Linked DNA regions of Macaca mulatta: region 1 is linked to region 2. A link is a contact called in public Hi-C data. All regions are on one chromosome and are shown on one strand. The core of a region is the stretch at or near the end of the contact, and the rest is flanking DNA. Distances in the headings are between cores, read along the strand shown. Region 1 holds the start of CD247 (CD247 molecule). Region 2 overlaps POU2F1 (POU class 2 homeobox 1).

What was found. A called contact is a pair of places that touch in the nucleus more often than the background predicts.
Region 1: a Hi-C map of CD4 T cells shows a contact between it and region 2, with 3 times the contacts expected there. The contact joins the promoter of CD247 here to the enhancer-like site in region 2. A contact is called at or near these places in 5 of 14 Hi-C or Micro-C datasets (CD4 T cells, blood, fetal cortex germinal zone and 2 more).

Annotation. Positions count from the first base shown.
Region 1 is chr1:25,063,618-25,070,354 of T2T-MMU8v2.0, reverse strand. CD247 (CD247 molecule) reads left to right here and starts at 4,914. Exons shown (of 8, transcript NM_001077423.1): 1 at 4,914-4,971. The coding sequence starts at 4,914. It also overlaps the pseudogene LOC100424286.
Region 2 is chr1:24,945,742-24,953,138 of T2T-MMU8v2.0, reverse strand. It overlaps POU2F1 (POU class 2 homeobox 1), which reads right to left. Exons shown (of 16, transcript XM_001088884.5): 13 at 7,185-7,290. Among named protein-coding and RNA genes, the nearest start is that of CD247, 120 kb to the left of the region's middle. Within about 2 kb of position 4,283, at least 1 of the 40 cell types and tissues checked has an H3K27ac peak or open chromatin away from gene starts, as enhancers often do. A contact at or near this core is called in CD4 T cells, where this site is marked.

The sequences.
Region 1 (6,737 bases), core at 3,665-6,164, 120 kb before region 2:
TATGTTTAAGTCTATAGTACCCTAAGTACTGCATGATAATTACGCCCCTTTTAATATTTGATATCTGGCAGGGTTATTTCACTCTCTTTACTCTTCTTTGCAAGAATTTTCCTGACTATTCTTGTGTTTGTTTTAGCATTATTTTTGTATCAAGATATAATTAAAATAACATAAAATGTATCCTTTTAAAGTATATACTTAAATGGTTTTTAGTATATTCACTACGTTGCACGCCATCACCACTGTCCAATTCTAAAACATGTTCATCATCTCAAAGGAACCCTCATAGCTATTGGCAGTTAGAACCAATTCCCCACTCTCACCATCCCCTGGCAACTACTAACCTGCTTTCTATCTGTATGAATTTGCTTATTCTGGACATTTCATATAAATGGAATCATACAATATGTAACCTTTTGTGCCTGGCTTCTTCCACTTAGCATAATGTTTTCAAGGGTCATCCAAGTTGCAGCATGTAACAGTGCTTCATTCTTTTTGATGGCCGAGTCATATTTCATTGTTTGGATACAGCACATTTGCTTATCCATTCCTAGTTGTGGTCATTCGAATTGTTTCCAGTTTAGGGCCACTATGAATAATGCTGCTATGAACATTCTTTTACTAGTTTTTGTGTGAGCCTAGGTTTCTGATTCTCTTGGGTATGTACCTAGGAGTAGAATTGCTGGGTCACATGATACTATGTTTAACTTTTTGAGGAACTGCTAAATAGTTTTTCACAAGGGCTTCACCATTTATATAACCCACAAAAACTATATGAGAATTCCAGTTTCTCCACATCCTTATCAACACTTGTATTGTCTGTTTTCTTATTTTAGCTTTCCTAGTGGGTGAGAATTGGTATGTCACTGTGGTTTTGATTCGTATTTCCCTAATGACTAATGATGTTGTACATCTTTTCATGTACAAACTGGCCATTTGTATGTCTTCTTTGGAAAAATGTCTATTTAAATCTTTGGCCAATTTTTCATTGGGTTATGTTTTTTATTGTTGAGTCATAGGGGTTATTTATATATTCTGAATCCTAGACCCTCATCAGTATATTTATAAGTGTTTTCTTTCATTCTGTGGGTTGGGTTGTCTTTTCACTTTCTTTGTTCTTTCTTTTGTCTTTCTTTGTCATTATACTTTATGATTTCTTGTGAACTAAATATTTTCTAGAGGACAAGCATTGTAAGTATTAACATCGGAATCAGTGAAAACGATCAGTATAGATCAAGTTTTTAAGTGATATTTTCTCAGAAATGTATGTGTACAGGCTATTGAAGATTATCTATAAGCAATTGGTCTTGGAAAAGCACAATTTTTGAAGAACTCTCTTGCCCTGTGAGAGTGATCTAATATGAATGAATAAAATATATTTCTGTAGTTGAACTGAAAATAGGTACATCTCTGTTGTTGAATTCTAATAATTTTATTGTCTTTAAAAATTTACATACAGTACAATTCCAGTGTTCTTTTGAACTTGCTATTTTCTCAAAATTCACATAGCTATCCCAATAACACTCTTAAAGCCTTAAGCATGGTAATGTTATAAAGCCTCTTCTTTTAATGTGTCTCCTAAAGTCCCCTTATAAAATGTCTTCTTTTAAAATAGCCATCTTTGGAATACTTTATGATGCAGAGTTTTATTTATGTATGTTAGTTGTTTCAAGCCACTTCACATCATGGTTGTTGTATGATCAATGTGGCAAGAGTGAATATAAGACAATGCAAGTATGGACCACTAGTTATGTTGAAACTCAGACCCTTTGAGGATGCAAAAGAGAACCAGCAAGTATGCATCCTTCAAGTTGAGTAAAAGCTAAACAAACATACATCGGATAGAAACAAACAACAACAAAATCCTTATGGCTTTGTTGATCACCGTGGTGTTTAACTGACTCTATTTTAAGACGTTTCTACACTTAGCCCTCTCTCCCTACTCAAGGTGCAGCAAATCACTTTCTTGTTAATAATGCATGTCTGTATCTTATCTTGGCTGTGTCTGTATTGCAGTCCACGGTTCAAGTCCTCAAGGCCACTGCCAGCACCCTGGCACACAGGGGCCTTCTGCTGTCTTTGTTGTCCTGTTGACTGCTAAAGAACTCAGACTAACAATGGTACTGCCCACATCCATGAGTTACTTTTTGCTTGTTGTCATCTGTTGCCTTTCAAGTCTTTTCTGGAATCTAATGGGGTTTTTTTGTTTGTTTTATTTTGTTCTGTTTGGTCTGGAACCCAGAAGACATTTATCTAGTAAAATATTAGGTGATAATTTCCTAAGAATTATTTCAACAGATTTAAACATTTTTTCTTTAACATAGGTGAGTCAAAGTCATTTACACTACACAAAAGTTAAGCATGTTTCCATCACCACTTTGCAGATAATAAAACGTTTTCATTTCCATGTCCATGGGGAACTATGCCCCCGAAGGACCTCCACACGTGGGAGGGAAGAATCTGTTCAGGAACTCTCTGAAGTCAGTATTCATCAAGAAATGGGTATTTTGGATGATCACACCACATGAGCATTTCCACGAAGCGGACATTTTCACTCCAGGCTTCAATGTCCTTCATTCAGTGAGAGAAAAGTCAAAGGCCTGAAGGTTTTCCTTGATCTTTTCAGGATTAAAGCTTTTAGGAATGACAGCCACCCCTTACTGGATGTTGAAACGCAAAACAACTTGAGCTGTCATTTTATTGCACCTTTTTAGAAGTGCGCCCTTTAACGAAGGCGGAGAAGACATATTTGTCCAGGTGGGATTCCTAGTGGTCCCCAAAGGGCTATATGCAATCATGACAATGTCATGTTGTTGGCAAAATTTCAAAAGTTTTGGCTGGGTGTAATATGGGTGGCACACAATCTCGTTGCTGACTGGCTTGGGTTTGAATCCTGGGTTGTTCTGGATGAGCTCCAGCTGGCCTGCTGTTAAAACTGGATACTCCGAGGGATTTCACCAAGCCAGCATCTTTGCAAGCTTCCGAAGTCTCCCAAGTGGCACACAGATTTGACTTGTGATATAACCATTTGCCATTCTCACGTATAGGGTAGACTTCATCTCCTGGCTTACGGACCGTGGGTATTTCAATGATGTAAAGATCCACACAATCTAGCTGGAGAACCTTGAGCATCCTCTCTAGGCTTGGGCAGACCAGCTCTGGGTCATGATTTGTAGCCCACAGCTTTCCACAGTAGAAGATATCCTTCCTCTGCACCTTTCCTTCTGCTATTTCCCCCTGATAGCCTCCCCAACTTCATTTTGGTAGATGTAGGCTTCATCAGTGCGTCAGCACCCCAGGTCAATGACAACCTTCACTGATGAAGACTCAGACTAAATGTAGAGACAGACTACTTGGGCTTTAGTGACATCTCTACCTACCACCTATTTGCTGTGTGGCCTTGAGTAAGTCATTGGCTCCCTTAGGGGTCAATTTAGGCTCTGAGTAGGTACCAAGTCTGACGACAGGAATGCTGTTTCCATCACTTAGAGGTATGCAGTGATCTGTAGGACTCATTTTCTTCATAGTGTCCTTTGATGCACAAAAGCTTTTAATTTTGATGAAGTCCAATGTATTAATTTTATATTGAATTGCTGTGACTTTGGAGTCTTGGCTATTCTTGTACATTAATTTTTCATATCAATTTTGGAATCAGCTTATCTTGTCCTAAAATTTTTTGTTGGTATTTTCAATGAAATAGATTGATTAATTAAGGGAGAAGTGTGGTCTCCTTAAAAGAGAGCTTCCTATCAAAGAAGGGTATGCCTTTCCATTTACCCAAGTCCTCTTGGTGTTCTTCAGCCATGTTTTAACATTTGTTTTATATAGATATATTACAACTTTTAGACGAAGTTCATGTCTAGGTTATAATGTTTTATTATTGTAAATTACTCTGATGTTTAAATGTTGGCAACTAACACAAGTGTTTAAAATACTATGTGAGCTATAGTATTTCAAACTATTCTATGATCCAAATTCAGGCTAAGTTCAGATCTGCAACCTCAGATCTACTCCAGCTCTTTGCTTTATAGATAAGGAAGCTGAAGTCTAGAGATGTTGAGTGACTGACTCCAGGCCACACAGCAAGTAGGTGGTAGGTAGAGATGTCACTAAAGCCCCAGGAATCTATCTCTACATTTGTCCTGACTCTGAATCCAGGGCTGTCATTTTACCAGCCACCATAAAATATTTGAGAGTCTAGGAAAACGGCAAATGTTCTTATATCCATCAAGAACTTGTATTTGCCTGGAGGTGGACTTTACCAATCAAGATAGGAATTAGATAAGAATTATTTTTTAATTTTTTTTTAAATCTTTTTTTCTGAGATGGAGTTTTGCTCTGTCGCCCAGGCTGGAGTGCAGTGGCGCGATCTTGGCTTACTGCAAACTCCACTTACCAGGTTCACGCCATTCTCCTGCCTCAGCCTCCCCAGTGGCTGGGACTACAGGTGCCCACCACCACGCCTGGCTAATTTTTTGTATTTTTAGTGGAGATGGGGTTTCACCGTGTTAGCCAGGATGGTCTCAATCTTCTGACCTCGTGATCCACCCACCTCGGCCTCCCAAAGTGCTAGGATTACAGGCGTGAGCCACCGCGCTTGGCCAAGAATTATTTTTTTTAAAAAAAGAACATTAAAACAACGGTCAAATGAGAGAAAAAGCAAAATTCAGACAGACAGATACATACACACACCCCAAACCCTCAGACCTCCGGGGCTTCCTGCCTGTGAACCGAAAGGGGGAGTGTGAGTTTCTTGGCCTGTCGGCAGGTGCTTCTCAAAGGCCCCGCAGTCCTCCACTTCCTGGGGAGGTAGCAGTAGAATAAAACTAGCAGAGACTCCTTTTCTCCTCATCCTCCCGGCCACCGCTGCCTCAGCCTCTGCCTCCCAACCTCTTTCTGAGGGAAAGGACAAGATGAAGTGGAAGGAGCTTGTCACCGCAGCCATCCTGCAGGCACAGTTCCCAATTACAGGTAGGGCCCATGTGTCCACTGCAGGGAACTTCTAGAAACTCTTTGTGTATGTGGAGGGGGGCGGGGTGGGCGTGGGTAGTGGAGGGTGGTGAGGGGCTGGGGTCTCCTTCGAATCCTGCCCTCCTCAAATCAATGGGCAAGTGAGCAGTGAGGGGTTTGGCCCGGTGCTGGCATCGGCTCCGTCACAGCCGAGCTGGGCATCAGTTCAGAGCCAGCTGCTAGAAAACACAGCTCCTCCGGGTACAGATTTTTCCAGTGATAAGAGAGGAAGGAAGAAGGAAACAAGAGAGCAAACGAGGCAGGCCCAGGGTGGAGAAACGGAGAGCGAGTGTTTCACAGAACCTGGACAGGATCAGAAAATGTCAGCCAGGCCGTGTTTCGTGCTGCGACGTTCTAGTCTCTTCGCCTTCTTTCACCCTTTGGCTGGCTCCGTCACTCAGCCCCTTTTTTTCTTCCTTTGCCAACAAAGAAGATTTCATTGGTCAGTCAAGGCCATGGCCTCAAACACCCCAACGGGCCCGGGAGTAAGTGGGGGTAACTAAGGAGGAAAGGGGCACGGGCAGGAAGCACCGGGTGGCAGCCTCCATGGTGCCTTCGCCACCTCATGGCCAAGGGTCCGTGTCTAGGCTCAACCCTGTCATGGCTGTCCCCACACCCCACCGCCTGGGGCTGCCAGATGACTCACCGTCCTGGGCTCCGTGACTCACCCCAACCCGCCCCTTAGGCGGCCATCTAGCCCAGCCAGAGGGCCAGGCATTGACAGAACATGGGGCAGATGAGAGGATGTGCCTGGTTAAGTCACCACCACGAGCAGGGCCCAGCCAACAAGAGCGCTCGCTCCTCACCTCATTCCCGTTCGTGGGAGCTTTGCTGCAAGCCTTTAGCTTCCACCATGTTTTCTAGCCCAGGTAATGAGGAAGAAAACCAGTGAAAAGAGGACAAGACAAACTGCTCAGGGGGATTGGCCTCGTGGCATCTTCCTGAGAAGCGGGGCAGGCTGAATTTCAATCTAAAGAAACAGGGAAGGTGGAGCAAGCAAGTGTCCTCGGCCCACCTGACGGCTCCTGGCAGCTCACCTTGGTGTGGGAGTTTGTGTAGGGGCCCTGTTGGGAGGGCGGGAGAGGCCATGGGCACTTCTGCTCCCATCAGGGAGCAGGTCACAGCCCGGACCAGCGCCTGGGGGATTCTGAGGCCTGTGCAGCTGCAGGGGTTTCTGTCAGATCACAGCTGTTTTCTCAGAAGAGGCTTGTGGGGTCTGAGTCACACACACAGTGTGGCAGAGTGTACGTGCCTGAGCTTGCTCAGAGCAGCCCATCCTTATGTGCTGGGGACAAGGGGACGCAGAACAGCTGGAATTTAGTGACTGCAGAGGAGACAGCCAGGGGCAATAGCTCCAGCCTCTGAGCTTCAGGCTTGGGACACCCCACCAGGGAGATCATGTAACCTTTCAGGGTCTTTACCTGCAGTTTCCTTACTGGTCCATTTGTGTTCAGCTTGGAGAGACCAAGGTACAGGCAAAGTGAAGTTAGAAAAATGAAAGGCTGCTGGGTGGATGTGGCTGCCAAGCGTCGTAAACAGAACCCCACCCAGTAGACAAGATGGGGGCCGTGCCCCATTTCCACAAATAGGGGGCAGGAGGAGAAAACTGCACATTGGCTGGATTTTTTGCTTCTCAGTGCCACTTACTTTGCCTCTGTGGAGACTGACATTTTAGCTATTTTAGATAAGGCTAATAGACAAAAGTTTTTCAAAGTATAATAGCCCAG
Region 2 (7,397 bases), core at 3,034-5,533:
ATGTCCACACAAATGGAATCATACAATATGTAGTCTCTTGCATCTGGCTTCTTTTACTTAGTATTCTGTGTTCAAGGTTCATCCACATTGTAGCACAAATCAATACCTCATTAATTTTTATGGCTGAATAATATTCCACTATGTAGATACGACACATTTTGTTTATTCATTCACCAGTTGATGAGCACTGGTTTGTTTCCAGTTTTGGGATATTATAAATAAGACTGCTATATGAACACTCACATTAAAGTTTTTGTGTGGAAATGTCTTCATTTCTCTTGGGGAAATTGCTGGGTAGGATGCTAAATTTATGTTTAAAAGAACTGCCAAGGTGTTTTCTGAAGTTGTATCATTCTACACTCCTACAAGCAATGCATCAAAGTTCCAGTTTCTCCACATCCTTCCCAACGTTCATCATCTTGGGTCTTTTTGATTATAGCCATTCTGGTGAGTACAAAGTAGTATCTCATTATGGTTTTAATCTGCATTTCCCTAATAAGTAATGCTAACGTTACACATCTCTCCATGTGCTTACTAGTCACTCCTATATCTTCCTTGGTAAAATGTATACTTACATTTGTCCATTTAAAAATCTGAGTTGTTTATATTCTTACTATTGAGTTGTAAGAGTTGTTTATACATTCTAGACACAATTTCTTTATTGGATATGTGATCTGCAAATGTTTTCTCTCAGTCTGTGGCTTTTGTGCTTCAAAAAGCACAAAAGATTTTACTTTGATGAAGTTGAATTTACTAATATATTTTTTCTTTTATGGATTATTCTCTTGGTGCTGTGTCTATGAACTCTTTGCTTAACCCAAGGTCACAAAGATTTTGTCCCACCTAATTTACTAGAAGCTTTATAGTTTCAGCTCTTATATTTAGGCCTTTGATCCATTTCAGTTAATTTTTATGCACGGTGTAAGGTAAGTATCTAAATTCCTCTTTCTGCGTACGGATATCCAGTTGTCCTAGAACCATTTGTTGAAGACTATCCTTTCCCTATTGAATTGCCTTGGCACCTCTGTCAAATATCAATAAAGCATAAATTCAAAGTTTTGCTTCTGGACTCTTAATTTAGTTCCATTTAATGTATATATCTATATGTACGCCAGTAATATACTGCTTTATTGTTGCTTTACAGTAAACCTTGAAATCAGGATATGAAAATCCTCTAATTTCATTCTTTTTCAAAATTGTTTTGGCTATTCTGGGTCCCTTCCATGTATATTTTCGAAAGAGTTTATTGATTTCTTTAAAACAAAACAAAAAAAACCTGTTGGAATTTTTACTATGATTTTGTTGAATCTATAAATCAAGCTGGAAGACTGAGCATGGTGGCTCATGCCTGTAATCCTAGCACTTTGGGAGGCCAAGGTGGGTGAATTGCTTGAGCCCAGGAGTTCGAGACCAGCCTGGGCAATACGGCAAAACCCCATCTCTGCAAAAAATACAAAAATGAGCTGGGCAGGTGGCATGTGGCTATAGTCCCAGCTACTGGGGAGGCTGAAATGGGAGGATCGCTTAAGCTTGGGAAGTTGAGGTTGCAGTGAACTGTGATTGTGCCACTGTGATAGGGCAATACCCTGTCTAGAAAACAGAAAACAAATTTTATATATATATATATATATATATATATATATATATATATATATATATATAACAAATTATATATATATATAAAATAAATAAAATAAAAAATATATATTTGTGTTATAATGTGGATAAACCCTGAAATCAGAGAGAGAGAGATATGCACACATACCTCAAGCTGGAGAAAAACTGTCAAATTAAGAATGCCTCGTTTTCCAAAACATGAATGTGGAATATGAAATGTCTCTTTATTTAGACTTCTTTTAACTTCTTTCAGCAAATTGTAGTTTTCATTGTTCAAGTCTTACACTTCTTAAGTTTATTCCTAAGTATTTTATTCTTTTGATACTGTTACATACAAGTTATTTCCTAAATTTCATTTTTGAACTGTCCATTGATAGTATATACAAATGTAATTGATTTTTATATATCAATCTTGTATTCTGCAACAATACTGAATTTACTGACTAGTCCTAGATATCTTTCTTTTTTGGTGAATTCCTTGGTACTTTTATGCATATAGAATAATGCAAATAGAAGCAGTTTAACTTCTTCCTTTACAAACTGTCTTTCATTTTTTTTGCTGTCCTTTACTGGAGGCTATACTCTCCAGGACAATGTTAATCAGAAGTCCACAAAAGCAAACACTCTTACCTAACTCCCAGTCTTAGTGGGGAAAGTATTCAGTCTTTTGCCATTAAGTATTCTCTTTGCTGGAGAGTATTAGTAAGTGCTCTTTATCAGGTGAGGCAGTTCCTTTGTATTTCAGTTTTTATCATGAATGGGGTTTGGATTTTTACAAATATATTTTCTGTACCCACTGAGATGATTATGTGGTTTCTATTCTTTCTTCTACTATTATGTGTTACATTAATTGATGTTCAGTTATTGGACTAACCATACATTCCTGGGAGATAAAACCTCCTTGGCCATGATGTATATAATTGTTTGATTTTTTTCAGTATGTTGCTGGATTTGACTTGCTAAGATTCTTTTGAGAGTTTTGGTTTATATTTTCCCGAGGAATATGAGTTTGTAATTTTTTTTCTTGTGATATTTATCTAAGCTTGGGTATCTGGGTAATGCTGGCCTGATAGGAAAATACAGGAGGAATGTTATTTCTTTGATCCATGTTTTAATTTCCAAATACATGGGGACTTCCCAAATTTATTTCTATTGTTAATTTCTAGTTTATCTCAGTTGTCATCAGACAACACACTTTGTATGATTTTAATCCTTTTTAATTTACTGAAACTTGTTTTATGGCTAAAAGTATCCTGGGAGATGGATGTTCCATGTGTACATGAAAAGGATGTGTTTTCTGCTGTTGCTGGACCAAGTGTCCTGCAGATGGCAGTTAGAACAAGTTGGTTGATAGTGCTCAAATCTTGTATATCCTTCACGACTTTTTTTTTTTTTTTTTTTTTTTAAACAAACAGGGTCTTGCTCTGTTCTCAGGCTGGAGTGCAGTGGTACAATTTCAGCTTATTGCAGCCTCAACTTCCCAGACTCAAGTGACCGTCCCGCCTCAGCCTCCCGAGTAGCTAGGACTACAGGCATGTGCCACCACACCTGCCTAATTTTGTTCTTTTTTTTTTTTTTTTTTTTTTTTTTTTTGTAGAGACAAGGTCTTACTATGTTGCCCAGGCAGGTTTTGAACTCCTGGACTCAAGCGATCCTTCCACCCTGGCCTACCAAAGTGCTGGGTTTTATAAGCATAAGCCACTGCACATGGCCTGAAATTTTTTTTTTTTAAACATGGCTCAAATAAATAATATGTCTGAAACTATTATTGTTGAATTGTCTGTTTCTTCTTTGAATTTTATTCCTTTTTGTTTACTGTATCTTGGGCCTTTGTTGTTAGGTGGCTATATAATTATAGTTGCTATATCTTCCTGAGGAATGAACAATTTTGTCATTATGAAAAATGTTTTGGAAAATGAATTGGGGGCAGGGCATGTTTGGTTGAGATTATTAAGGGCTGTGGAATTTTTACAAGTTTTTGAGACACAATGGAACACTTGTCTTTCTGGAGGAGTATGGCAATGATCACTCTTGCGTCTATTTTAGAATGTTTACCAAGGACCTATTATGTGTCAAAGGTACCTATGGGAAAATAAGACGACCACATCAATCAAACATGATTTTTCTTAGAAGATAGTACTGAGGATATGGTTTTTCCTTTCATTTCTAAAATCCTATTCCAAATAATAATAAAGAGATACAAAAGGGAAAAAGAGCTCTGGTGACAGATATCAGAGGTTTTGAGATTCAGACAGATTTGCAGAAATGAGAAAAAGGATGAAGCTGGATGGTGGAGAAATCAACCATAGTCCAGAAGGGCAAAGGAGAAGACTATGATAGAGGAGAAAATTATTCACTCTGATGGAGCCTTACAGAGAGTCCCAGCTCAGAGTTATTTGTCAGATTCTGAGGTAGATGGAAACAGGGTCAGAGAACAGGGTGATTCAAGGACTATTCACATGATAGCTCTCACAGTGGGTCTTTCCCTCCTTCTACCAGACCTCTCAGATGAACAGAACCAATGTCACCTACTCTTCAAAGAAAATAAAATCTGACTATGGAACGCTAAGGATTCTAGTGTAGGCACTTGCACGCATGAGTAAAGATACCCCTCATTTTGGAAAAGTATGAGAGAAAGCCTCGCTTGCCTGCGTGCTTCCTGTTTATATGCTGAAATAAAGTCTGGCAGTTTTTTATCCACATTCACAGCTCACTGCAAACCCTTCCATTCAGGGCAGGGGACTCTTGAGTAACAGAAGCTACACAATGTCAGGAAACACCCTTGCAAGCTACTGATATTAAGTAATGTAATCTTGCATTCATCACTATGAATAAATAACCAAAAATCACCAGACAATGAAAAAAGCCAACAGCACATTACAAATGGCACAAAATGAATAAACAGAGTGAATGCCAAAAAACTCTAACTTACAAAAAAAGATAAATTACCAGAGTTCAAGAAAGACATTAGTTCACATTGAAAATGCTTGCTGAAGGCCAATGAGGGCAAGTTTTAAAAGGTCCCTTCTTTGAAATCTTGTAGTGAAATTTTAGAACAGTATAAGATTAAAAAAAAAAAAAATCCTTAAGGTTTATAGAGAGAAAAAACAAGGAAAAAGAGATTGAAATCAGACTTTTCATTAGCAACACTAGATGCTAAAACACAACAAAATTCAAAGGAAAAATACTTTTGTAACTGGACAAACTCCAAAAAAAAAAAAAAAAAACTGTGAAGGCAAAATAAATACTTCTCAGTTATACCTGTATTTTGAAATTTTACCTCCCATGTAACCTTTCTACATAAAATTACTTGAGAACGTGCTCCAGACAAAAAGGAATCAAAGAGGAAGACAGGGGATCTGAGAAACATTGGATTTAACTCAGGAAAACAATTTAAAATAAGCAATCATAGAAATCCCAAGAAGAAAGTCTTCAGGAAGAAAGCAGACTGCATTAGATAAGTTGTATGATTAAGACACTGGCTATCTTTAATAAAGAACATGATAAAGACACATGCTACTTTTCTCAACAGAGAAAAGAAGGCAGTATAAAAATATCAGAGGAAAAGAGGCTGTACAAGAAAGTTATAGTCCAAAGAGGAAAAAGAAATTAAAAGGGGGCATGGTTTTGAGCAATGGCTGATAAAAGAGTAAGAAAAGAAAATTCACTTGACACTGACTCTTCTTCTCTTTCAAGGAGCAATGACACAAATTCAGCAGCTTACATCAACACAATTTATCATCTCATAGGTTTTGTGGGTCAGGTGTGCAGGCAGAGCCTGAGTCCTCTGCTTAGAGTTTCATAAGGCTGCAATCAAATACTATACTGTACAAATACTACTGAAACTGTACATACATGTACATATAAAAAAGATTTAAAGAGAAAATAAACATAGTACTTGTGATTGTTTTTCCTGTTTCAATTTCCTAGTAATGTTGTTTCTTAATAATAAAAAAAAAATTCATTCCAGGAAAAATTATCAACATGTCAGAAAAAAAATCACAATTAGATCCACATAAATAGGCTGAGTGAGTGAGTTCACGAAAATGTGGCCGGTAAGAAGTATCAAAAACTGATGCAAATTTTTAGCTAGTTTTGAGTATTAAAATCTCTCTAAAATTACTTTGATTTTCCCCATATTTTAAGAAAACTGCAAAGCTATTTGTTCTTAATGTGTAAACTATTAAAAAAATTTTCTGTAAAAGACAGGTGTTTTTAGACCTAAAGCAACATAACTTGTTGGGAAGGTAAGATTCAGTTCATAATTTACCGGGTGACTGGCAGTCAATTTGGACAACAAGGTCCTCAGAGATGGGACTTCATGTTCTTGGTGCCTGCCACAATGCCAATCAATCACTAACAGTTTGCTTATTAAGTAAAAGTGCTCCATATTTTATATATTTTTAACCAGGGTTCTTAAATATATTCTTGAACCAAGGTTCTTAAAACTGGAACCTGTAGGTATCCACAAATAGCCTTGGGATCGGAGGTTGATGGGAGTTGTCATTTATAAACTTTAAATTTTACTAAAAATTGTGTATATGTCTATTTTGTGTGAGGAAAAGTCTGTAGCTTTCAAATTCTTAAAAAGGTCCAACATCCAGAAGAGGTCAAGAAACACTGTTTAACATAAGCAAAAATTAATGGATGACTGGATGCAGAAAAAAATAAAAATGTTCTAATAATGTAGAAATTTAATATAATATAAAGCCATTTATTCAATTTTTACATCATGGGTAGGTCACAGAGCCAAGGAGGCATTATAAATTTAAAACATAAGTGAGAAAAATAAAAATTCCCACCTCTAGGTTAAATTAAGCTTCAATAAGAAATATCATTAATCTACCCAATGATTTACTAGCAAATAACCAACCTGGTGAATAATTATAGCATGTTATGCACTATGTATCACTAAAAAAACATCTGATGACAGTGCTAAGTGATTTTAAATTTATCTGGAAAATTTGCTACTGAAAGGAGGCCAAAGGGAAAAAAAAAACCCATTCATTTTACAGAGTATGTCACACACTGAGCTAGGCATCAAGAGTTCAAAAAGAACACTCAAATCTTTTGAGAAGTGCAGTCTATTGGGAAAGACAGGTGTGTGAAAATAAAATTATTTATAATACAGATACGTGGAAATGAATAATTTCCTGGATAAGCTAAAGAATATTTCCAAGAAAAACTGACATACAAGCTGGTATAGTTTTATCAATAACAGATCAAGAACTGCAGGCTAAGATGGACATTTCCAGTGTAGGGATGTTTACAAAGGTATGGATGGAGCCCTCCTGTGTGTTGAGGGTAGGGGAGGCAAAAGACGAGTGGGAGATCAGGTTCAGACCGGAAATAACCTTCCTGAATTGACAAACTTGCATGTTTTTCTGAATGCAAAAAGGCACAGCTATTGAAGGTTTTTAAGGAAAGGAATTAAAGAAAATTGATGTTTATGAGCAACACCTATCTTTAGTTAGAGCCTTAATTCACAATTTAATGGCAGATTCTTATAATAACCCATCATGGGCCTCCAATGTGCTCAGCAGGTGCGTTGCGTGGCAGCTGCTTACCTGTAACTGAAAGATTTGTCACAGCAGCACTGGTCAGGGGGAGGACAGGGCTGACTGTGAGGGTAGTTGCTGCACTGCTAGTCACAAGGCTTGGTGTGGTCGCCACCTTGAGGTCAGAAATGAAAACATGGACAAAGCACTTAAAATCAAAACTTAAAGAGGAAATGATTTTATAGTCACTCTTTGATCTTGGAATTGAGACACTTAACATCC